2 separate regions of the Mus musculus genome follow, and region 1 is linked to region 2. A link is a contact called in public Hi-C data. All regions are on one chromosome and are shown on one strand. Each heading gives the region's core, a stretch centred on a gene start, on an enhancer-like site or on the middle of the called end of the contact. The rest is flanking DNA. Distances are from core to core; before and after follow the strand shown. Region 1 has its middle 32 kb from the start of Gm40329. Region 2 overlaps Tmem132b (transmembrane protein 132B).

The links. Hi-C and Micro-C count contacts between places; a contact is called where the count stands out from the background.
Region 1: a Hi-C map of cortical neurons shows a contact between it and region 2, with 3 times the contacts expected there. The contact joins two enhancer-like sites. A contact is called at or near these places in 3 of 484 Hi-C or Micro-C datasets (cerebral cortex, cortical neurons and nephron progenitors).

What each region holds. Positions count from the first base shown.
Region 1 is chr5:126,006,834-126,011,462 of GRCm38.p6, reverse strand. No RefSeq gene overlaps it. Among named protein-coding and RNA genes, the nearest start is that of Gm40329, 32 kb to the left of the region's middle. Within about 2 kb of position 3,317, at least 14 of the 459 cell types and tissues checked have an H3K27ac peak or open chromatin away from gene starts, as enhancers often do. A contact at or near this core is called in cortical neurons, where this site is marked.
Region 2 is chr5:125,703,294-125,707,661 of GRCm38.p6, reverse strand. All of the region lies in intron 4 of Tmem132b (transmembrane protein 132B), which reads right to left. Among named protein-coding and RNA genes, the nearest start is that of Gm32811, 58 kb to the left of the region's middle. Within about 2 kb of position 2,126, at least 41 of the 459 cell types and tissues checked have an H3K27ac peak or open chromatin away from gene starts, as enhancers often do. A contact at or near this core is called in cortical neurons, where this site is marked.

The sequences.
Region 1 (4,629 bases), core at 2,068-4,567, 300 kb before region 2:
AAATGTCCCAGTGTGTTGTGGAATGTCAGGGGAAGGCAGCAAGGAAAACATATAAAGCCTAATTTGTATCTTGATCTCTACAGGGACCACTCTGAGAAATGATGTCCATCAAATTGGACCCAGAAACATCTGTGCAGTCATCTTTCCTTCCCTGACTCCTGAATATTTCTAACCTCAAATCAAAGTCTCAAACAAACAGCAGTGTACCCAGACAATGGATTATTATCAGAGCAACAAAGAAATGAACTGTGGGGCCATGAGAAGAAGTCGAGGAAGGTTAAATGTGCACCTGAAAAGGCCACATCCCAGAAGATTTCAATGGCATGGCATTCTGGAAAAGGTAAAAGTAGGCAGGCGGTAAAGATCAGTGGTTGCAAAGGGGCGTGTGGGGTCATGAGATAGCTCTCTATGCTACTATGATGACCAGTCTGTGCCATATCTTTGTCCAGTGCCTGCACTGTATACCCACAAGAAGAATCCTACTGTGAACTCTGGACTTTGATCATATTGATGTGTCAACGTGGGCTCATCAGTTGTAAAGAATGTCGCCTCCAGCAGGGGCATTGAGAACCAAAAAAGCTGTGTTTATGGGGTAATGGGTATGCGGGAACCCTTTGTGTCTGTCTCTCCAGTTTTATATGAACCTAAGACTGCTCCAAAAATAAAGCCTTTAAAATTATGGTGTATTTTCATTTTGTATTATAGTCATAAAGGAACATGTATGTGTACACTCAAAAACACTTTGGCAAGCCTATATGCTTACAGGAAGACGTTTGATTACCTGAACAGGAAAGGCATGCTACAGCTAGCGTTGAAATGAAGGTTGTCGGGGCACGTTTAAATGAAATTACAAAGGTAAGAGAGAAAAACAGCAGGGGGAACCCTGAGAATAGCAACCACACACAACCCTCAGTCCTCAAAGCGGCTCGCTTTACAACCAGAAGCAACTTTTTTATCTGTGGCTGAAGATACAAAAGTGGGACACGCTATAGATCAATTTTAAATCATCCAAAGCTACAGCAAAGGCATTTTCTGAGCCTCTTTTGAAATGGGGTAATGCATGTTTCCCCTTTGGCTTTTAATAGCAGAAGATAGAAAGAAGGTCATGTGCCTCTCAGATACTCTCTCCCCGACGCCACATTTGACACAAATACCAACATTTGAGCCAGCTACAGCAATAAAAGAAATTATTCCACCTAAAGATTTGAATTGTAGGTATTTTTATTTTTAAGTATATCTTTATGAATTCTTTGAGAATTTCATACATGCCTACCACATATTTTGGTCACACCCACCCCACTCCTTATCCTAACTCCTTCCACCTCCCAACCCCCTCTCAACCTCAAGTCACTTTTTTTTTAATACCCCACAGAGTCCAGTTTTTGCTGCCCAGATACATAACCCATGGAACATGGTCGGCCTACCAGGGACCACACCCTGAGAGAAAACAGAGTCTCTCCCTCCCCTTGTAGCTATTACCTGTCCACAGCTCCTCAGCCAGTGTTGAGGGCTTATGTCTCTCTTTCATCTGTACCATAATGTTGACTGGCTTGTTCTACAGCTGCCATGAGCTCAACGGTTCTGTAGCTGTTTGGGGATGTGTTAGTGGAGACAGGGTCTTACAATGTATCCCCGATTGGCCTGCGCACACACACTATGTACACCAGACTGGCCTTGAACTCAGAGATACCCACCTGCCTCTGCCTGAAAGTGCTGGGATTAAAGATGCGCACCACCATGCCTGGTCTCTGTCATTATTTCTCCTATCTATTGTCTGTACTAAATTAAGACAGTTTCTAAAAGTTTGCTATTCATTAGTTCACACTTCTGATGAAAAAATAAAATCCCGCTTCTACCCCCTCAGAAAGATCCATTCCTGGGAGTCACGGATGTAGAAAGAGAAAGGAGGATGAAGGACCAACAGTTATCTGTACCACATGGCAGCCAGGCTCAGAGATTAATCAGTCATGCCCACTCCATTCTGCAGAGACAGAAACTGACCATATCAGATCTAGCCAGCATTGACCTGTATGTCCCCTGCCTCTGCAGTCCAGTGCCCACTTGATCTGGGCTCAGTTCTCCTCAGGCTCCCTTCCCTACAGCCTAGGTGATCACTTTACTCTGCTCCCTCACTTGTGCAGATAAACTTGATCAACACCCTTCCTAAAAACTGGTGCTGCTGAGCTATTCTCCAATGTTATGAGTTGTCTCTAAGGTATTCGACCTTTAGAACCCAGACCAAGCACCCGTTATGCCAGTGCCACAGGATAGTATACTGAAGCCTAATTAAGAGCACCACATCTATACGACAACGTGAAAGCCAGCTGCCCACCGCTATCTCAGTGCCAGCAGTGGTGGTGTTGTGCCCTCCATGTTGGTCTGGCAGGGCTTGTTCTAAGGTACACAGCCATTTCCGGTTTCGCAGCTTTGCTTAACCTAGCCCTAGTGCGAGCTGGCATCCTATGGCACATCCCGCAAGAGCAGAGGGCAACACAATGGATTGGATTTTAAGTGTGGCTGGGACAGCCCATTCCAAGGACAGTGCTGGTCAGGATCTGCAGGGTGAGACTGGCCAGAGTTCTCTATATTCCAGACCCGTACCTCCACATACATGAAGGACAAAAGCCAGCAGCCAGGGCTATCTGCTAGGCCTTCAGAAAGCTGGCTAGGCACAAGGAAAACTATTTGCAGTCTGGGGAAATAAATTAGAATATGCAAAGCTTATGAACACAATACCATTAACTCAGAAGATAAAAAGGTGCATAATTTGATAAGCCAAACATAAACGCCCTCCCTCAGCTTCTCAATTGCTATGTCTTTCTTCCCAACACAGTTCATCATTTTTATTGTGGTCGCCATGGTTTGTGGAAAGAGGAAATAATCTATATTTATAATGGGAAATGATTTGCATACATCATGCTTGCTATTCACGGTAACGAGGCCTTAGCGGAAGCCGATTCCAGCAGCTCCATATGAATGCAGGCAAGATAACCTGATACGCGCTCATTTTGCTGATGAAAAAAAAAAAGGAGCTACTCTCAAAGAGAAATCTGGAACAATTAAATAAATACTTTATTCTAATACTGATCAGTCTTCTCTGTCATAGAGACCTCTCCACCCCTGCCTAGGTCCTAGCTAATATCTCACTGTAAAGGAGTTGAAAAGGACCATCTATTTTTGCTCCTCAGTGACAGAATGGATTCATTTAAACAAGGGGGAAAACGTGCATGGCAGAGGCAGAAGTTCAGCTTTAGAGACCACGCCCTTCCCTACTTGTTTACAGAGATGAGGTATTCTGACATTTTAATGGTCCTTAAAAACCCATTCAGTTCATAATTTCAGCCCAAGTATGACTCATAGCAAGCTGTTTGCTTTTTAGCAGTCCTATCTTTGTGGATCTTTGAGTTTTGGCAGGGGGACAAAAAAAAAAATGAACTTGTGGATAAATCACCATGATTACAAATACTCTCTACTCCCAGCAAAATATCGGAAGTATTCCGGTTTCTCCCCTACCCATTGTTCTGGGGCTCAGAGCAGCACAATGTTAATTTTATAGACAAGAGAGCACTGCCACCAGGACTCAGGGAAGAATGAGGCTCCAGATGTTTGACAGCTGATCAGAGACTCTTTCCTCTCACACACATTCTGAGAAGATGATACTCCCAGTAACAATGCTTGAGATAAATCATGCCAAGCCACCGGTATCTGAGTGTGGGATACGATGGCACAGTTCCTCCCATTATTTCCTACTTGAAAATGTGTGAGGTTGACACTCATGTGTAATTTTGGAACACTTAAAAAAATAGCTATAGCTTGTCGTGACAGAAAGGTGCACATGCCGGAAGTGACCAATGAGTGATCATGAGGTGACTTGAAAGCCAAGAAACACTTGCTGCCCATCCCCTCTGCACCCTCCATTCCCCCAAGCACCCCCATTCCCACCTACTCAAGGATCCCACATCCTCATACTTCACACTGGTTCTGTCTGCACTGAACCTTGAGAACCTGGGATACGGTTGCCCAGCTTCTGTTCACAATAAGCAGGTAGAGCCATCCACCTGCTGTCGACACCAGGATACATCTACTCTCGTCACATATGATCTGTCTGAGAGCCCAGAATGCACTCTACCCCCCACCCCCACCATCAGCACATTTGGGCTGGGAATGATTTGAAGCTGTAAGAAAGCAATCATAGTCCATTTTCAGTATGCTGTGTACATAGAGCTCATGAGAACATTGCAGGCAAGCAGGAGGCACTGGGCCCCGTCTTCCCTAGAGGGCAGCTGCTGCCTGCTTGTCAGAGCCTTTCAGTTCATTCTAGGTTTACAAAGTTACAGGCATCCAGCACCTGACTGGACACGGTATTGTAGAAGGAGGAAATTTCAAGCCAAGGATATACGTTAGATGAAACTTTGCATCCTGAACCAACAGGACAGGCAATACTAGATACCAAGGGCATTGTTCCTTCACCAAGAACTTGGCCCATGAAGAATATAGTGTTTGTGTGTGTGTTTGTGTGTGTGTGTGTAGTAAGAGGTGGGGACAGTGGGCTGTGTGTGTGTGTGTGTGTGTGTGTGTGTGTGCGCGTGAGAGAGAGAGTGAGTGAGTGAGAGAGAGAGAGAGAGAGAG
Region 2 (4,368 bases), core at 877-3,376:
TCATTCAAGACCCATCACCCAAAAGAGCCGAACAATTCCAGAGCAGAAGTCTTTGAAGGATGTGCGTCTCGGTGGCTGTGTCTACGGGATAGGCCATAAATATTAATGGTATTGACAGAGCCTTTAAAGATTTGTCTTGTGTCTCTGCCATCGAAGTGCCTGGATTCTGCCATTTTGTGCCTCTGACTGACATCCTGGCTTGTCTCCAGAGCTTGCTTAGCTGGCTTAGGTTTGGGGGTTTGGTTTTTGGGGGGTTTTTTCCAACTCTTTTTGCCTTCAGGAACCATACACCGGCAAACGCTTTCTCAGGAAGGCACAGGGGACTCCACCAAACATCATGATGGCTCTTGCCATTGTTTCCAGTAGGCAACAGTTACCCTCTCCAAAGCAATCCTCTTGGATCGTTGTGTATTTAATGTATGCCAGGGCAGAGTAATAACTCAGTGTACTTGTGGGGCCTCTATGGCAAGAGGGGACACTTCCATCCGAATCTCGTTGGTGCCATGCCCTGGGACAAGGCCCTGCCATGTCTGTGCTGTATGGGTGGCACCCACTCTGCCATGTGCATGCAGAATGCAGAATTCGTAAGCATGTGCCTTCTGTTTGTAGCCACTTTTAAAGGGCATTCACTGAACACGCACAGTCCCTGACGACTAAAAACTGCTCATTTCAGCTTTGAGATTTTTGGGTCAATCAAGTGAGAGAGTGTGGGTGTGTCCAGGGCTGCCACTGTGTGCAACCGCATGCAGAGTCCCTCTGCTCTCCCCGATGTAGGAGAACCTAGAAGACAGACCTGCCTGCAGCTCATTTTAGGCACCAGCCACCAGCAGTGGGCATGGTCTCCTGCAGTGTCTCAGGCAGGCGTGGTTTAAGGAAAGAAGCATGCAGAATAGCTAAGACTTAGGATGTCATGGTTCCAGAAAGGTGAGTCAAAATAAACAATGTGAACTGCTGTTGTCTTGGTAGGCAGAGTGCAGCCCATACCATTATATGGTAAACAGAATGTATCCCATACCGCTGTGTGGCTGATTGCATATGCCATGGGAGCCTGTAAGACTTGGTGCCCAGAACCTCATTCCCTGCAGTCAGTGGTGGCATGCACTGGGCTGTAGCATATCTAAGCCCCAAGTTCAGAGCATGGGTGTTACAACCCTTGTCTCCTGTAGGTTGTTAAGTGACTCTAATGAGGTGACCGTCCAAAGCCACTGAAGTTGAAAGGATAAAATTTTTTTTCCTCCTTCAAAGATGCCTATGCCTTCATCTCAGGACATGCAGAAAGGATCATTGATGATGTGACTAAGTCAGGTTGCAGAGGTAAGGAATTGACCTCCTATCATTCAGGTGAAAAGGGTCTATACCTAAGGGAACGCTGGCAATGTGTGAGCTAGAAAGCACACCCTGGGTGAGGCTTTCTGCCTCCCCCAACTCCCACCACCACCCCATCACCCCCACCAAAAAAAAAAAAAAAAAAAAAAAAAAAAAAAAAAAAAAAACCTCCCAGAAAGCACTCAGCCCTGCCACAAGACCTTGATCTTATTATGTAAGGACCATTTCTGACTTCCAGAGCCTCGAGGTCAGTTCGTATTGTGAAAGCCACTCTACTGGAGGTCATTGGTTACAGCAGCAAGAGAAAACTGATAAAAAAAGAAGCCCCCTGAGCTGAGAGCCAATGTCAGCCAACCTATCCCACCTTCTTATGACCTCTCAGTCCCTAGCACTCTCCAGCTTCCCTCTGCATTGCAGCTGACTACTTAAATTGCCCTACTTAAGTTCTGCCTGAAGACATGTACCGTTCCCTCTGTCTGGAACGTTCTTCCTCCACAGGTTGTTATGGCTGCCTCTTTCATTTTCATCTAGTTCTCAGAGCAAGTGCTAAGGCCTTAGGAGGACTCCTTCCCCGTCCCTCCAGCACTGCTCAGCCTGTCCCCAGTCTCCGGCTTGCTCATCCAAGTCTCCTGGACACTCCTCACTTCTGAAATGAAGAGCTATCTGAATCTGTAAACTGTCAGGCTGAGGAGCCAGGACCCTGCCTGCCTTATTCATCACCATCCTCTGGGACAGTGCTTGGCACTGCCAGCACCCAAACGCCACTGGAAAGAAAGAGGCATTTGTGCCCAGGCCGTGTTGGAAGCGTTCAGCCAGCGTGACTGAAAGGGAGGCTGATTATCTCCTCGCAGCCTGTGCTCAGCCCGTGGTTCCAGTTGCCTAGAAACTCACTGAGTGTGTTCATTTTTTTTTCATTTCAACCTTTTTGAAAGATAATGTGTTTTTTATCTACATGTGCAGAGTTGGGGCTTTTTAGTTTTAAGGGCTGGAGTTGAATGGTGGGTTGCTGTCTTGAACTCCAAGCCACCCACAGGAACAAATCTCTATACTCAAAGCTCAGTAGCTGGACGGAAAACCCAAAAGGGGAACAGTGTGGAGGGGAAGGGGGAGCGTTCGCATTCAGGAAGGTTTAAAAGGAAGGGCAAGAAGAGAAATGGGCACATTTGTTAGCATCTCTGACCCATGAAGGAGGCAGAAAGCACTAATTACTACAGAAGGTGGTGTTAGCATCCAGGGCTGTGACCATCTCTGTGTGTGACGCCCCTGGGGGAGACTTCTATAGCTTGGGACCAACTGTGCTGATCTTCTAGATTTGAAGACATTAGACAGAATGGTCTCCAAGACCTACTGTATCCACCTCAAAATTCCCACCTGCTCCTGTTTCTCTCTATTTATCAGAAAGCAATCAATTCAGTGCACAGCGTATACTGTACAAGTGTTTGCTACATGGAGGTGAGCGAGTGAATGGATGGATCAATCAACTGACTGAGGGATATTGATGGATGGACCAATGGATGGATGGGCAGATGGATAAATGAATGGGCTGATGGAAAGATCAATAGATGGGTTGGCCTATAGTTGGATGGACAATGGATAATAGGTGGATGGATGGATCAACGGGCAGATTCATAAAGGAAATCAGATGAATCAATGGAGGGATGGATGATGGTTCAACGGAAGGAGAGCTGTATCAATCGGTGGATTTATGGAGAGATAAGTGGAGGATGATAGATCAGTGGATGAATGAACAGATGGATAGATGGGTGGGGGTGGGTCAATGGACAGATGGAAGGATATGGGGGTGGATGGATCTACAGATAAAATGATGACTGCATCTTTGGAGGAAGGAAGGAATCAATGGAGATGCAGATGGTCCATTGTAGGGATAAGTATATCATTCAACTGATGGATAGATAGAGGGGTGGGTGAATGGATGAATACGTGAATAGATGTATTAGAGGATGGATAAATAGGAGTGAGTGAATGGATGGATAGATGGATGGATGGACAGGTGGATGGATGAATGGACAGATAGGTGGATGGATGAATGAATGGAAAAAATGAATGAGTAAATTGTCACAGCCACTGCCCTTGGTAAAATCACTTCTTTGGACCATTGCACCAGCTCCACACTGGCTTCCCCACCTGAGGTCTCTTCTCAGTCCTCTCAGTGACACCCCCAAGGCTGTATATTTACCTAACATGAAGCCAAGACTTAAACACGACCAACAGGCAACCACAGTATCTAACCCAATTCAGGATCACAGACCCCTGCAGCAGTTCTCTTGAGTAAGCATGATTAAAGCCCCAGATAACACACCTTCTTGGAGGGTTCTGGGAGGGTTGAACACGAGGGCCTGTGGGTGGCAGATGCCACTGGCTGCTTACCCTGTCACAGACAAAGCTGGAAATACTTTCCCACATCCCTGTACTGAGAGATGGATATGCAGCCTGGTCCTGGGAGCAACAGGAGGGGACCTCCATTCCTCTGTGCCTATGTGTGAATGGTGAGAACTAGGTTGAGGGACAAGATATGGGGCCATGAAAGAGGCGCCCATGGAATCCCTCCTTTGCAGCCTATGGCCAATTTAAAGTGGGGCATATATATAGTCTCTAAGTCAAGGTGACTGGGGCTGGAACATCCCTAATCTATTCTCAACAGCTGGTGACACCAGGCTCTCTACTTCTGCTCCACCATCCCAAAATACCTACAGTTCCTCCCGAGGGACAGTAGTCTCATCCTTCACACCACTGTGCCAGGGACAGAAAGTCAGAACATCCATAACTGGTACCCAGAAGTTAATAGGGGGCAGTTCCTTCTCTCTCAGCAGACTTCCCCTGGGAGTTTATTAGCCAGAACACCATAAGATAGTCACTATAATAATCACCAGCAAATAGATGACACCCATTGATGGATTGGGTTAATCCATATATCATCCTGGGCTGGGGGTGGGGGAAGGGTCAGAACTGCTTAGCTAGTGGGCATATGGATTTAACCAGGCAAAGACTATGCTGGGGCCCTGTTAGCAAAAACGTTGGGAG